2 separate regions of the Sus scrofa genome follow, and region 1 is linked to region 2. A link is a contact called in public Hi-C data. All regions are on one chromosome and are shown on one strand. The core of a region is the stretch at or near the end of the contact, and the rest is flanking DNA. Distances in the headings are between cores, read along the strand shown. Region 1 overlaps TLE3 (transducin-like enhancer protein 3). Region 2 has its middle 97 kb from the start of RPLP1.

Region 1 (7,309 bases), core at 1,082-3,581, 440 kb after region 2:
ACAAGTCATAGAATTGCTTCTCTTATCTCATTCTGAACCCGAGGCCGCCAGGGCTGAGGTCCCAGAGCTGGCTTCAAAGCCCTCATCAGCACATAGCAATCTTTCAGAGACAAAACCATGACAACAGCCTTTAAAAATCTGTGATCATCTGCATGTCAAATGATTCTGGATGAGAAATCCTTGTGCACTTAAAGACAATGCTGTCTGAAGGCTTACAGACAGACCCTGGACCTCAGGAGAATTCCTGGGGCCAACACCCCCACCCCCCTCAAGTGCCCCCAGCCAGCAATGAGGATGCTTCCTGTTTGTGAAGAGATGGGCCATGGACTAGGAATCCAAAGGGCTTTTGCAGCCCTGCAGCCCAGGGCTGCTGGCTGCAGTGCAGGCTCCAACACAGACCACCTGTTCCCGGCAGGAGGGGCTCTCGGGTGGGGGTCAGGGATCACTGTTCTCTCTGGCAATACTCTGGACCCTCCGGAACAGGACTGGTGTTTCCCGCGGGCATCTGGGGTGAAGCAAGTCTTCGGTGCGAAAGACTGTCCCTCATCTCCCAGGCCCACTGAGTGCCAACAGCGGTCCTCGTGTGTGCAAACTTTCGGTGGGTGTGGGGGTGTATTATGCTGGCTGGGATGCTTGGGACTCGGGGGCACATTTGCACACCCGAGGTAAACTCTAGCAAGGACCCTGTACAGAGTGGTTTGTCAGCATCAGTGCTATTGGCATTTGGGACCAGACAATTCTTTGCTGCATGGGGCTATTCTTGCATTGCAGTTTGTAGCAGCGTCCCAGCCTCTGCCCACTGCTGCCCACCATTCATACTGTAAAGGAAACTGGGAAGGTACTAATTATTGCATAAATGATTAATCTAGGTAAGTGGGAAGAGTCATACTCCAAAACAGGGTCCTTTCTCACTTCTGTTCATTTTTCCTCTCCCCAATTGATAGAGAGTGGCAAGAGTGGATGAAATATAAGAGTTAGGGTTGTATATGCCAAAGTTCTAGAAACAATCAGGTAAGTCCAAACCTGCACAGAGCAACATAATCACTCAACTGTCACAGGTTTATGTGCCAAATAAGAATGGAAGTTTTATTAAAAACAAGAAGCAAAGAGAAATAAACAAAATCAATCATTCTCACTGCTTAGGGAAGCTCACCAAGGCCTCTTACCTCAAATGGCTGGCAGAGCAGTGCCTGGCACACAGTAGGTGCTCAGGAAATGTTGAGCCAAAAGAATCTCACTGGCCTCCCTGCATTTCTTTTTCTGAGACTCCATATTACAGGATCCCCTGGCCAGGGACCTGGGCCTGCCTCAGTTTGGGTGGCATCTGGGGGAAGGGCTGTGGTGGATAGTATTGACATACAACTGGGAGGCAGGGTAGGCAGCAGCCCAAGTCCTTTGCTAACGGGGTGAGGCAGTGGTCAAGCCAGAACAGCCACAAGCTGCCCAGTGGGTCTTAGGCTGCTGGCCCTTCCCCAGCCAGGAAAGCAGGCAGTAGGCCCTGAACCTTCCCGGTCACTTTAGGCCGCTCGGCAACTACAGCTCTCTGGGGTGGGTGGTCAGAAGAGTCCCTACTGTCATCTACTTCCTCCAGCAAACAGGTCAAGTGTCAGGATCTTGGTAGGCCAAGGAACAAAACGAAAAGTAACCTTCTCCCTTGGCACATCTTTTATTAGCAACCATGTGGCCACAGGGTGCCCCTAGGTGGGATCTTTCCCTGCAAGGCCTGGTCCAGAGCACAGCATCCTCTAGTTATGAGCAAAAGGGATCTTCTGGGATTTCATGTGGCCTTGCCTGGCTCAAGGCCTGGTATCCAGGCCATGAGGTGACCATGGCTGGGGTCGCTCCATAGAAGCCCCTCTCATCTCACCTTTCCACTCTTCGAGAGCAGTTTTTACCTCCCAACACCACACACATGAACCAAGCGCCAACAGGACAGATAGGGAATGTTCCAGAAGCCTGGGGTATCCACATTCAGGCTCTCTTCTGCGGCTCAGACTCAATGAAGAGCAACCTCCCTGCGTGGCAGGGAAGGACTCTGGCACACCATGAGTCAGGACTGTACAGAGCTGGGGGCCGGCAAAGGGGAGGGAGCAGTTGGTCCTTGTCCTTGGGTCTGGGTTCTGGGTTTTTTTCGGGGGTCGGGGGAGACAGTATGCAAATCCCATCCCTCCCAGCTGTGACTGTGTCATCACCTGCCATGGGTCACCATGCCCCTCCTGGTCTCCCCACCATGTGGAAGCAGGAATTGAGCCTTGGCCTCCTCTACCTAAGACCATCCAGCCCTGAGCACGGGCTCGGGGCACGCGGGTGTGTCAAAGAATGAACAGGAAAACTGTTCACTAACCGACTTTTTCTCTTAATGTTTATTTTTTGGAGGGTGGTGATTAACGGGAGGGGAAGCTCCTACAAACAGAAAGTTGGCCGGACAGAGGCACTCTTAACAACAACAATGATAATAATAACGGCGAGCATCCGCTGACCCAAGCTGTTCCACACATTTTAGGCGTGTGAGCTCGCAAGAACCGTATAGGGAAGGCGCGTCTTCTAAATCCCCAGTTCTCAGAGGGGGAAACTGACACTTGGCAATTAAGCAACCTCACGAAGCGACTTCCTACAAAGAAGCCAAATTTCGACATTTTGAGACATTTTGAGAGAACTCAGAGAAGTCTTTTTGAAAGAAAAACTACTGTCAGGGTTAATAATTGACAGCATTTCCGATTAGAACAGCTGTTAAAACAGCATTTGATCCAACTCAAACAAGCTCTAAACATCAGTTCCAAGAAAGGAAAGAAAAAAAGGGATCAAGACGTGTGACTTTCAACCAACGGGACGGGTCACAAGTCACCAACTGGAACAAGATCCTAGGTTAGAAAACTCTTTTTGGCAATTCAGGGCACCGCCACCCTGTTACCGATAAGCTGGGGCTCTTGGGCTGGGCCTTCATCCTTCCCTCCATCCTGGTCCCACAAAACCACTGCCTTTGAGTCGGAGCCTCGGAAAGAGAAGCAGAGAGGAGGCGGAGGCTGGGTGGCGGGACGACGGCTTCCTTTGGAAAAAGGTGTTTGCGGAGCCGGGTGCTGCCTTTGAAAGTTCCTTTTCAAGTGTGGTTCAAAGAAGGCAGCTTTGCTGGTGGAAAAATATTGTGCCTCAGAAGGAACTCACCTACTCACCACAGACAGAGAAGTGTGTGCAGAGACCCTGCAAGCTCGAGATCCTGAGCTCCCGAGTGGACACTGGGAGGACCATCTGCCTCCATTGTGGTTGTTAGGCAAGTAAATGACGGAGTACAAAAGAGTTGGGGGGCGGGGGGGGGACTGGTGTCATTTCCCAAAGAGCAGTCTGTTCCACGCCCGTAGGTAACTCCTGTTCACACCATCACCTCCTTGTTAAAGCAGGGCCTCTGAACATCTTACTGTACACAGAGGGCAGTGGGACATTCTCAGAGTGCACTGCTCCAGCAACGCCCTAGCATTCACACTAACTGTTGTTCCCATCCCTTGGGCCTTTGACTCAGGACACTGAATGAAGGGAGATGGGACCGGCTCTCGGTCCACACCCTGGCAACCTCTTGCTCCCAGCCTGCAGCACCTGGCCAGTCTTTGACTTTTTTTTTTTTTGAAATTATTTAACTGACTGCTCAAGACACATCTGACAGCCACTTCCACCAGATTCTCTCCGGTATTTAGTTTTAAACTGCCCTGTCAGCTCTTCGAAAATGCACACATTTTAACCTCAGCCAGATAAAAACAAGGAGAGGGAGGAACCTGGCTGCTTTAAAGAGCATATCATGACCCCCTGCCACACAGAGGTGACCTGGCCTCTATTCCCAGCTCTGTCTCCAATCTCGCTGTGTGGCTTTGGGCCAAATCCCTTCCCTCCTCTGGGCTTCAATTTTGTTGTCTGCAAAACAGAGGGACAAAGTGGATAACTCGTAAGATCCCGGAGCCATCATTTAGAGTCTGAGAAGGCCAAACCCTCCTCAGTCGCTCTGTGACATGTCGATTGCTCCAGAAAGTTCAGTAAAACAGAGCACAGCATGAGTTTAAAGGACAAGCAGAGTAAGAGGCAAGGCATGGACGGATGCTGGGTGTGGGCTAAGCTGCAGCTGGCTGGGGTTCGGTCCCAAGGACCAGTCTTCATAGCATGGCCCGTTCAAGTGCATCCATCAGCCTAACTGAGCACTACAGAGCAGAGCAGGCAAGAGGGTCCTATCTGTGTCAAGCAGCTACTGTCCACGTTCCTTCTGTGATTCACAAGAAGCTTTCGACAGTGAGGCAAGGGCTCTTGAAGATGTTTCACTTGGCGGGAAGTAAGAGCAATTCCCCGTCTATGAGACAGCACAGGGGCTGCCATTAGGGTCCTGATTTCACTTCTCAAACAAGGATCTCTTCATGGCATAGTCAGCACAGCGTGCAGTGATTCTGGAGACCCGTTTGTGGATGTGCGTAAGAATGAGATGAGGAAAAGGGACCTATGTGAGACCTGAGTTACACTCCAAGCCATGTGGAAATGGTGGTTTTCCAGCCAGCTCTGTGACTGACATGTCATATGACCCACAGAAAGTCACATCCTGGTGGCAGGGCCTTGGGTTACTCCACTGTGCACTCCCTCATGTGTGTCTGGGGTGGACGCTTGGTCTGCTCCAGAGTTCTTTTTGTTGTTGTTGTTGTTGATTTGTCTTTGAGGGCCACACCCACAGCATATGGAGGTTCCCAGGCTAGGGATCCAATGAGAGCTGTAGCCGCCAGCTTATGCCAGAGCCACAGCAATGGGGGATCCGAGCCATGTCTGTGACCTAGACTATAGCTCACGGCAACGCCAGATCCTTAACCCACTGAGCGAGGCCAGGGATCGAACCCATGTCCTCATGGATGCCAGTTGGGTTTGTTAACTGTTGAGCCATGACGGGAACTCCTGTTCCGGGGTTCTTGAATTTGAATCAGGTTTTACCTGGCCCTCTGACACAAGTCCTCAGATATTCAAGGTGAGTCTGCCTCATCTTGAATTAAAATCACAGGGGCTCAGGGAGAGGCTGGGGCTGTGCAGGAGGAATCGCCAGCAACCAGGCACCACAGTCACCAGGCAATCAAATATAGGAAGAATCCAGAACAAGGCATCGGGGCAATTTTAAGTTAAAATATTCCATTGCATTTCCTAGGCAATTCTAAATTGATAGGCCCTTAACTATTGGACTACAAGATGAAATTCCTTGCCAGGCATTTTCTCCTGACTGAGCTAGCAGAGCACTGAAATAAAGCAAGTGGGTGTTTTGTTTTGTTTTGTTTTTTTTCCTTTTTAGGGCCGTACCCTGCAGCATATGGAAGTTCCCAAGCTAGGGGTCAAATTGGAGCTGCAGCTGCTGGCCTAAGTCACAGCCACAGCAACATGGATCTGAGCCACATCTGCAACCTACACCGCAGCTCCCGGCAACGCCAGATCCTTAACGCACTGAGTGGGGCCAGGGATGGAACCCACACCCTCATGGATACTATTCGGGTTTGTTACTGCTAAGCCACAATGGGAACTCTGCACATGGGTGTTTTATCGCCCGTGGGAAGGAAGCCCAGAGACAGGAAGGGTCGAGGCCTCCAGCAAAGGTTCCCAGGCCCCACTCCATCTCTGCCATGCAAAGGCTCTAGGGGAGAGCAGCTCCCCGGTGTTTTTAAGAAGGGGGTGAATAAATGACCCACTTAGCAGCCGGGAGATAATGACCCCTGCTCCTGGAGGGGCTGAGGACATTTACATCACCGATCACTCAGTGATAGGTGAGCCTCCTTAAAGGCCCTTTTAGCACTGACATATTGATCAAATTATATATAACTACAACGCCATTAAATATTTATGCTTCCGAGGAAGCCTGCTGAATTCTTTATGCCGGGAGGGCTGGGAACAAGAAAAGGCCCAACCCTGGTGTGACCCTGAGGATCTGTCTCGCTGGAGAGGAAAAGGGACACTGGCTGTAGCCCCCATCACACAGGGTAAGGATGGCAACGAGGATTCCTCCCGCTCCTGGGCAGAAGAAAGGCGAGGGGGTCGAGGAGCTGAGCGCCATCCCACATGCTCCCTGGAAGAAATCCGACTTCCTTTCCTGTGCCCACTAGAAATCTCTGACATTTTCTGCCAAGAGTTTAGGAAGTAAGGGCATTGGGAATGGTGAGGCTGAGTGAGGGGGTGGGAGTGGCACGGGTCAGGGAACAGAGGGAGCATCTAGGCCACTGACCCTGGAAAGAGCTGGCAATGCAAAGTCCAGAGACCTGCATTCCCGCCCCGGGCGTGTCCTGCACTAGGGCCTCAGCGTCCGCTGCAGGAAGGAGGCAGATTTGGGTCCAAGATAATAATTAGCTCTCAAAAACCAATGAGGGGCTGTGCAAGTCAGGGCCCTGTCCTGGGGAGCAGTCAATGGCAGCCCAACGGGCACAAGGGGATGGACATCACTTCATGGGAGAGACCTGGGAAGACGACAGTAAGTCCCTCCCTGGCTCTAAGACTCGGAGACTTTCATTTCTCAAGACTCTCAGTTTCCATCCATTGGGCTTCCTGTTAACAAGATCCAATAATCTTTAAATATTTGTTCACTTTAATTTCTTGGTTCCCAAACACATTAAACTCTGCCTGCCTCCCACCCCCACTCCAGGGAATGGCCCTCAAAGAGGCTGCTTGTGTAGACGGAAACAGGGAAAGCCTTTTCAGATTACACCTTCCCCCAACACTGCCCATTCATCCCAGGCGCCGCCGCCCCCCTCCCCCCACCCCCCATCCCTCCCTCCCCTCCTTCCCCTCAGATAACCCCTGCCCCCCTCCCCCACCTTCCCAGACTCCATTGGCCAACTCCTGCCAGGAGGAAAAATTCTCAATTCATCCCTGTGGGGTTGCCATGGCAACCCCCAGCCACCTAATCCCCCTTGGAACATTATGCAAATCTCCCTTTGCCCCTCAACAGGCTGTAAAAGTCACATTACCCTTGCAGAGGCAGCTCGTTAAATTTTGGGGGTCTCCCTGTAAGGTCAGCGCTACAAATGAAGCAAGGGCTCCGGCTTTTTAAGGGCAGGGGTTCTCTGGGAAACCTGGGTGGTGGGCGGGGAGGGGAAGATGAGGTAGAAGAGACAGGGACACTGTGGGCACAAACAGCCCCATTGTACCCACCCACCTACCTACCCACAACCCAAGAGCATGTCCCTCTCTTTAGACTAAACGGGTCGGAGGCGTCCCTCTTCCCCAGAGGAGGATGGCAGGAATGGTGGCATTTCATAGGCCATAAAAATCAAAATCAGTTATTTAGAAACTTGTTTATATGATCAGCTTGCTTGCA
Region 2 (6,713 bases), core at 3,852-6,351:
CATTTCGTGGGGTCCAAAGCCTGTGCAATTTTCGAGGTGCTCTTTAAGAATATAGCTACAGCACGGGGAGTTCCCTTCGTGGCTCAGTGCTTAACGAATCCGACTAGGAACCATGAGGTTGTGGGTTCAATCCCTGGCCTTGCTCAGTGGGTTAAGGATCTGGTGTTGCCATGAGCTGTGGTGTAAGTCACAGACGTGGCTTGGATCTGGTGTTGCTGTGACTGTGGTGTAGGCTGGCAGCTATAGCTCTGATTAGACCCCCTAGCCTGAGAACCTCCATATGCTGCAAGTGCGGCCCTGGAAAAGATGAAAAAAAGAAAAAAAAAAAGAAAAAAAAAAAAGAATATAGCTATAGCAAGAGCTGACTTCTTCAAAGGTTTCTCGAGCATATAACAGGATCAACACTTTGATGGGGTCCTTCTAGAACCTTGGAATGACCTGGGCAGGCCAGGGACTCTGCAGGTTAAGTTCCGAGAGCCTGAGAGTAAATCCTCCCCTAAGTGGGTGGGTGGTGGCTTGATGTTGTCAAATAAGCTTGGGAAGTGCTGTCAGCATTGTTCGTGGAGAATCACAGATGCTGGTAACTCTCTAAAGGTTCTGAGAAGTCTGGCAGTTCCAAACATTTGCTTCATTTGGCCTAGAGTTTTTGCTATCGAGATACTGGATGAATACTTTTGAACAACTGAGAGGCAGGCTGGGAAAGGCTGACTCTCTTGGACCTCAATTTGCAGATACCACAGGTCACAACGGTGCTTTTCGGACAGCAGCTGGTTGAGGAGAGCAGGCTCAGCTTGCAGGACAGGGTCAGACCTATTCATTAGGAATTTCTAATGTGATAAAACCCATTCTTCAACAAAAAGATTCTGCAGCTCAGATGTGCTCTTGCTCAAAATTCTATTTTATTTATTTTTTGCTGCACCTGTGGCATGGAGAAGTGCCTGAGCCAGGAATCGAACCTGTGACAGCAGCAACCTGATTCTCAGCAGTGACAACACCAGATCCTTAACCCTGTTGAGCTAACGGGAAACTCCTCAGAATTTTAAAAGAATAGAGCATTTTGATTTAAATGAGGGCAAAGGGGCTTGAGGTATGTGTTCCCATGTTTCACTTCCTATTTGTGTTTTGTTTTTTCTTAAAAAGAGTTTGGGGTAAGACGGGTGATGTCATTTGCAGGTCCCTATGCAAAGTGAAAATGCTGGGAGCCCCTGCTCAAAAAATTATTAAGTATGTCAGGAGAGTGATGGCAGAGCTTTAAACCACATGAGGGACCCTTCAGAGCTTGGACCCTGAGTGGGTGTGCAGGTCACAGACCCATGTTCCACGAGGCCAGTCCTGGTTCAGTGCATATTTGTGTTTACTGATTTCAAAGTTCAAAGTTCCGAAGCTATATAGAGTCAGTGTGGACGGTCCAGTGGTTTAAGAAAGGACTGTGATTTTAGTATAATGGACCAGAGCTGGGCACCTGGCCGTGGAGATGCGTTTCCACAGAGGTGGATCATTAATTGAACATTCTCAGCATCACGCGGCCTTTTCAATGATTCATCAGCTGTGCTGCTGCTGCTGCGTAGTTCACATTATGGTTGTAATTAGCTGGGGCTTCTCAAGTGAAAACCCTCCTCTACCCTGGGTGTTTTCAAAAGTAGTGCTGGTGACTATGTATCCAGGTAGATGAGGGTCGGTTTGCAATAAGTCCCTCTTTTCCTGGCTTGTTATAATTAACCCCTTCTATCAGGGGATTCAGTCTCATTGCCTTGGCTGTAAACAGTTGGTAATTATGAGTACACCGACGAGGGGCGAGAGTGGGGATGGCGGAAGGGAGCCGTGCCTGTTTCCAGGTCTGCATCCCTGGCAGCATCAGAAATGCAGCTTGTGCCTGGAGATGTGGCAGCAGCAGATTCAGGGGCCAAACCCTTTCCCTGCCTCCTGAGTTAGGCTTTCAGAGGGGGCGGTCCCTGCAGGTGAGGCAAAGCAGACCCTGTGCCCCAGTGTGGGTGGAGGAGGGGCTGGCAACCTACTCCATTGCCTCTACTTTCTTAATCCGCTCTGGGCTGAAGCCCCCCCAGAAACCTGTCCCACATGCACGTTTGCAGGGCTTCTGCCTCCAGCCATCTGCCTGGGGGATGCCTGGTCCAATGGTGGAGGCACCCTCTTGTGCCCCCAAACAGAATCTCCTCCAGGTCTGCAGAATTGCCAGTACCTCCCCATCCAAGAAAAGAGGACTTTGCCCAAGAGAAGTGACAGGAAGGTCTGGAGCTGCCAGGGACTGCAGAGATGGTGGGTGTGTTCCCTCTTTTCCTACCTCCAGGCTAGTGAGGGCATGCTTCCTGGACCCTTGAGCAAGCAATCCTTACACTGGACAAGTGTCCCCCTTTTCACTGTTAACCGTGTCATGGTCCTTGAAGAAGCTGAAGGGCAAGATGGGAGGGAGGGTAAGCTGGGGTCTGACTGGGGCCTGGAACCTTGCAGCCTCTGTCTGAACTCTGGGGCCCCTATTGCAGTGGGGGCAACTGAGGCCCTGGAGGCGGGCCGGTTGAAGTGGTGGTGGTGGGCTTCGGTAAAATGCGTGAACTTGGCTGAGAGTTTCTTCCACTCAAGGAGGGAGACCCTTCTGCACTTATCCAGAAGCCAGGCTGCACAGATTTGGGAAACCTTGTTCTCTACTCAGCGCACCTCACAGGTCACCCCTGTGTTAGTGTGTCCTGCGTTCACTCGCTTGTCGCCAGAGCACGTGGTTGTGAGACAGCCTTTGTGGAGACAGATGTGTCACTGAGGGCAGATTGGTCACTAGGCTGAGAGCAGGAGTGTCAGCACGGGGGCAGTTTACTTGTTTCTAATTGCAACCGAGGATCCCTAATTGATTAAGAAGATTCTGGTGATGGGGATGAATTAGGTCACCACCCACTCCTCTTGGAAGGTCAGCTTTAGCTTTTCCCTGATAAGCTTTTCCCTGGAAGTACTTCTGCTTCCAAAGACCCAGTCTAATCACCCATTTCCTTATTGTCCTAAGCAACTCGCTGGGCAGCTGACCTTCTCTCTGACCTTGGGCAAGATCCTCCCTTTCTTTGGGCTTCCTCTGTCCCATCTCTAATCAGAGGGTAACAGAGAAGCCCGATTCTCTCGGGGACCCTTTGTCTCCATTGCATGCAGACCTCTGCTGCCTGGAGCCCAGGCGAGGCTGAGGGTGTAGAAGCAGGAGGGCTTGGGGTGCCCCTTTGGGGAGGCTGTCCCTCTGAAAAGCTCTTGGGCTGTGCTCCTAGAAACTTAGCGCCTTACCCTACTTGCCTGGTAAAATCTCTGTGCTGACTCCAGGCTGACAGTTTTCTAGGCAAGACTGATGTGCCTAGGAACAGGGCATCCTCCAACAGTTGCATATGGACAGTGACAGTGTCTTCTCACTAGGGTCCGCCATGCCCCTTGTCATAGACATAATGAGAAATAATACTATTTCTTGAAGGGTTACAAGGTGAGGGGCTGCACTGAGGGGCCGAGTAGCCCATTTGATCCTCATAGCAATCCCTTCAGAGTGTATGAGTATTGCCATTTTACAGAGGAGTGTGAGGTTCAGAGAAGTTAGGTAACTTGCCTAAGGCCAGACAGCTAGTGAGTGGCAGAGATGGGATTCTACCCCAGGCCCTTGGCTCTGAAGCCCACGCACATGCTCATAACAGCTTTGCCTACATCTTTTCATTAAGAGCCTAGTTAGAGATCTATTGACAGAACACTGTAAATCAACTATAATAATAAAAAAAATCCACTAAAACTAGAAATGTCCCCCTTCTCTGAGGCACAGCATCCTTTGATTCATCTTATCACTACAAGACTGAACAGCAAAAGTAGGAGATGGCCAAAGTGGTTTAAAATCTCCTTTTGCTCTTATAAAAAGCAGTGCAGAGTAATACCTTGGGTTTACCCACAGTGCTCAAGGCCTCCCTTGAAGGTAGGGGTCAGTCTTCTAACAGGACAAGACTCAGCATGAGTTTGCCCCCTCCTTGTTTGGGGGGGCATGGCTGAAGTATGCCCAGCTTCTGGAGGGCCAGGCCAGTCTGGGGTTGGAGGTAGAGGGCAAGGTTTTATTCTTTCTCTGGCTTTTCTCAGGAGAAGTTGTGGACCAACAGTGGCCTCTGATCACAGCCCTCTTACATCATTGGGCCGCCAGGGAGCAAGTATTTTCCACTCAATTCTTTTCCAGAAATATTAAAAGATAAGCAAACATGGTTTTTAGATTTTTCAAGGAATTTGCAAGCCTCACGCATTCCTTCCCTCCTGTCCAGCTTCTAGGAGAGGACACCCAGATCCAAGTAGCCAGTTGTCTACTGCAACAGATGATAGACATGGCTGTGGTCCATCCCACTGCCACCTGGTGAGGTCAGAGGGTCTCGGGCCCAGGAAGGGCCTCCCCCAGGGTCTCACAGCAAATAGCCCAACTCCTTATACAGAGGCAGTGTTTTCTGGCAAGTGTATCTTCCCACCCAAGTGGGCCTGTCTGGATGGAACTTTTGTGTATGCCTGGCAGGGAATGCTTCCTCCCCTTGGGAGATGCAGAAGCTGAGGCCTCGGGAGGTGATGTTGGAAGGTCCAGCCGGGTGGAGCCAGCAGCTGTGGCAAGCCCTGGGTTCTTGGCGCTGATCCCAGGATTTTTTCCATCTGACTAGCTCTCATGCATGGCATGCAGGGGTCAGAGAAAGCCCTTTTATTTCTGGATTTCCCCCTCTCCAGGAGGCTTCTGACTCATATTCGGAAGCTCTGCCTTTTCATAGTTTGGAACTTGCATCTAGAAAGTTTCTGTGCGAGGCTGCTCCCTCTAAGAAGAATAGCAAGTCCCAGTTGGGCTTATGAAAAATGAAATCAGTCCCCAGCTCTGATCTCTCTGAAAAGTTGTTATTAAATTCTGTGCGTGGCCCTGACCTGGATTTAAAGATTTGCAAGAAGACAAATTCCAAACAGATGCCCATTAGGGCCCTGACAGCCGCAGCTTAAAGATAACATTTACATTCTGCCGGGGTTTGTATCTCTCTGTTCCCTGCTCAGCCCCTCTCTGGCCTCCAGTGGGATCAATACCTCGGTTGAGGTTACATGGAGGTGGCCACATTCTTTTAAGCTGTTTGCTTAGCGTTTGGTTTGCTCTGCTAACATGCCAGGCACTTCTTCCAACAGGCCTGTTTGCCCAGTATTAGGGCTGTTTGCCCAAACACCTACCCCAATCCGAGGGGGGCTCAGCTTTCCAAACAGTTGGTCCCTGCATCTGTCAATCAATAACGCCAATCGGGTTCCTGATACCGACAGCAAGTGTGGCCAAGTCCAATATTTGCCCAAACACCGCCCCCACCCCCCACCCCTGACTCTCCCGGGTTTGACAAGACGGACATTTGCCAGCCGCATGGGATGCTGGGAAGAGGCAATGGTGGCAGACAGGGAGCCGATTCCAGGAAAGAAGGGTGCTCGGAGCAAACACGAGAGTGCCTTTATGAGAGGTAATTTACTGAAATACACAGCGATGGCCTGCTCAGCCAGCCCTGGTGTAATTAAAAATGGCAGGCCTGGGGCTCTGGCTTCCCCAGTGCTGGCCAAGGAAACTGGGCTTCATCTTGTGATGCTTGAGGTTGGATCCAGGGATTGGCTTGGAGTCAGAGGTGATCAGAGGGACCTCAGGATATTATCAAGCCCTGGAAATCAACTCCTGAGAAGAACAAAACAATAGCAAGAGAAAATAGACCCTGAAAAGAGGGGCATGTGTAATGGGTCCAGGCTTTTCCTGTTTTGGAACTTGATGGAGGTTGGTTCGCAACATGGTGAGTACCCTATTTGCCACTGAAGCTGTCACTTTAGAATGGGTACTTTTATGTTATGTGACTTTCACCTCAGTTGGGAAAATTAAAGGGTGAATCCCAATGAGCCCAGGACGTTTACATTGGAGCGGGCTCTACTGCTTAACTCAGGCTTTGGCTCAGAGTAAATGCTTAATAAATGTTTATTGAAAGAACAACCTAACATTTGCACAGTCAACAAAGCGCTTTGTTATACATGAGCTCACTTTGTCCTTAAAGAGAGAGCCCTATGAGGTGGGCAGGGGTAAGTGCCCTCATGCCGTAAATGAGAAACTGAGGCTTAGAGAGGACGCATAGCTAGTGGTGATGGTGCTGGGATTTGAATGCCGAAGTCTCTGGCTTTAAAGTCTGCGCATGTAAAGCTACCCATTGCATCTCCCTCATAGCTTCCAGGACGGGAGAGAAAGAGTCTCGCATAGGTCACCACCCCTTCTTCTAGGGCATTTATTACTAAAAGTATTTTAAAACCGGACCATCCAATGAAGCTGCTCGTTCTCCCCCACAGTTGCTAGCACAGTCTTGATAAATATTTGCTGATTTATTCAGCAGCCAAGACCCACCCCTGGTTGCTGTGGCGACCGTCCGGAGCAAAGCTCAGCAGCTTAGGGTATCAATGACACCAAAGCACTCTGGCTGCTAAGAGCCCAGGAGGAGGAGCTGGGGTCTGTGCATGGGGCCTCCCAGAAGCCTTTGCTGGTGCAAGGTGTTCCCTGCACACTGTGAGCAGGGAAGTCTGGGGGTGGCTGTGCTATCTCCCCATTGTTATTTGACAGCCTAGGTGAGGGTGGTGTGACCTCTTGTTCAAAAATTAGGACTTTCAAGATGGCAACAGCAGAGCATTAAACCCAGCACACATCCCTCTGAGGACAGGGCTTGAGAGGCTGCATG

Evidence for each region. A called contact is a pair of places that touch in the nucleus more often than the background predicts.
Region 1: a Hi-C map of liver shows a contact between it and region 2, with 7 times the contacts expected there. The contact joins two enhancer-like sites. A contact is called at or near these places in 5 of 47 Hi-C or Micro-C datasets (blood, brain, embryonic fibroblasts and 1 more) and 1 of 2 datasets of contacts at active chromatin or transcription factors (alveolar macrophages).

The regions. Positions count from the first base shown.
Region 1 is chr1:167,835,115-167,842,423 of Sscrofa11.1, forward strand. The region is part of intron 4 of TLE3 (transducin-like enhancer protein 3); the gene reads right to left. Among named protein-coding and RNA genes, the nearest start is that of TLE3, 17 kb to the right of the region's middle. Within about 2 kb of position 2,332, at least 3 of the 83 cell types and tissues checked have an H3K27ac peak or open chromatin away from gene starts, as enhancers often do. A contact at or near this core is called in liver, where this site is marked.
Region 2 is chr1:167,389,915-167,396,627 of Sscrofa11.1, forward strand. No RefSeq gene overlaps it. Among named protein-coding and RNA genes, the nearest start is that of RPLP1, 97 kb to the left of the region's middle. Within about 2 kb of position 5,102, at least 23 of the 83 cell types and tissues checked have an H3K27ac peak or open chromatin away from gene starts, as enhancers often do. A contact at or near this core is called in liver, where this site is marked.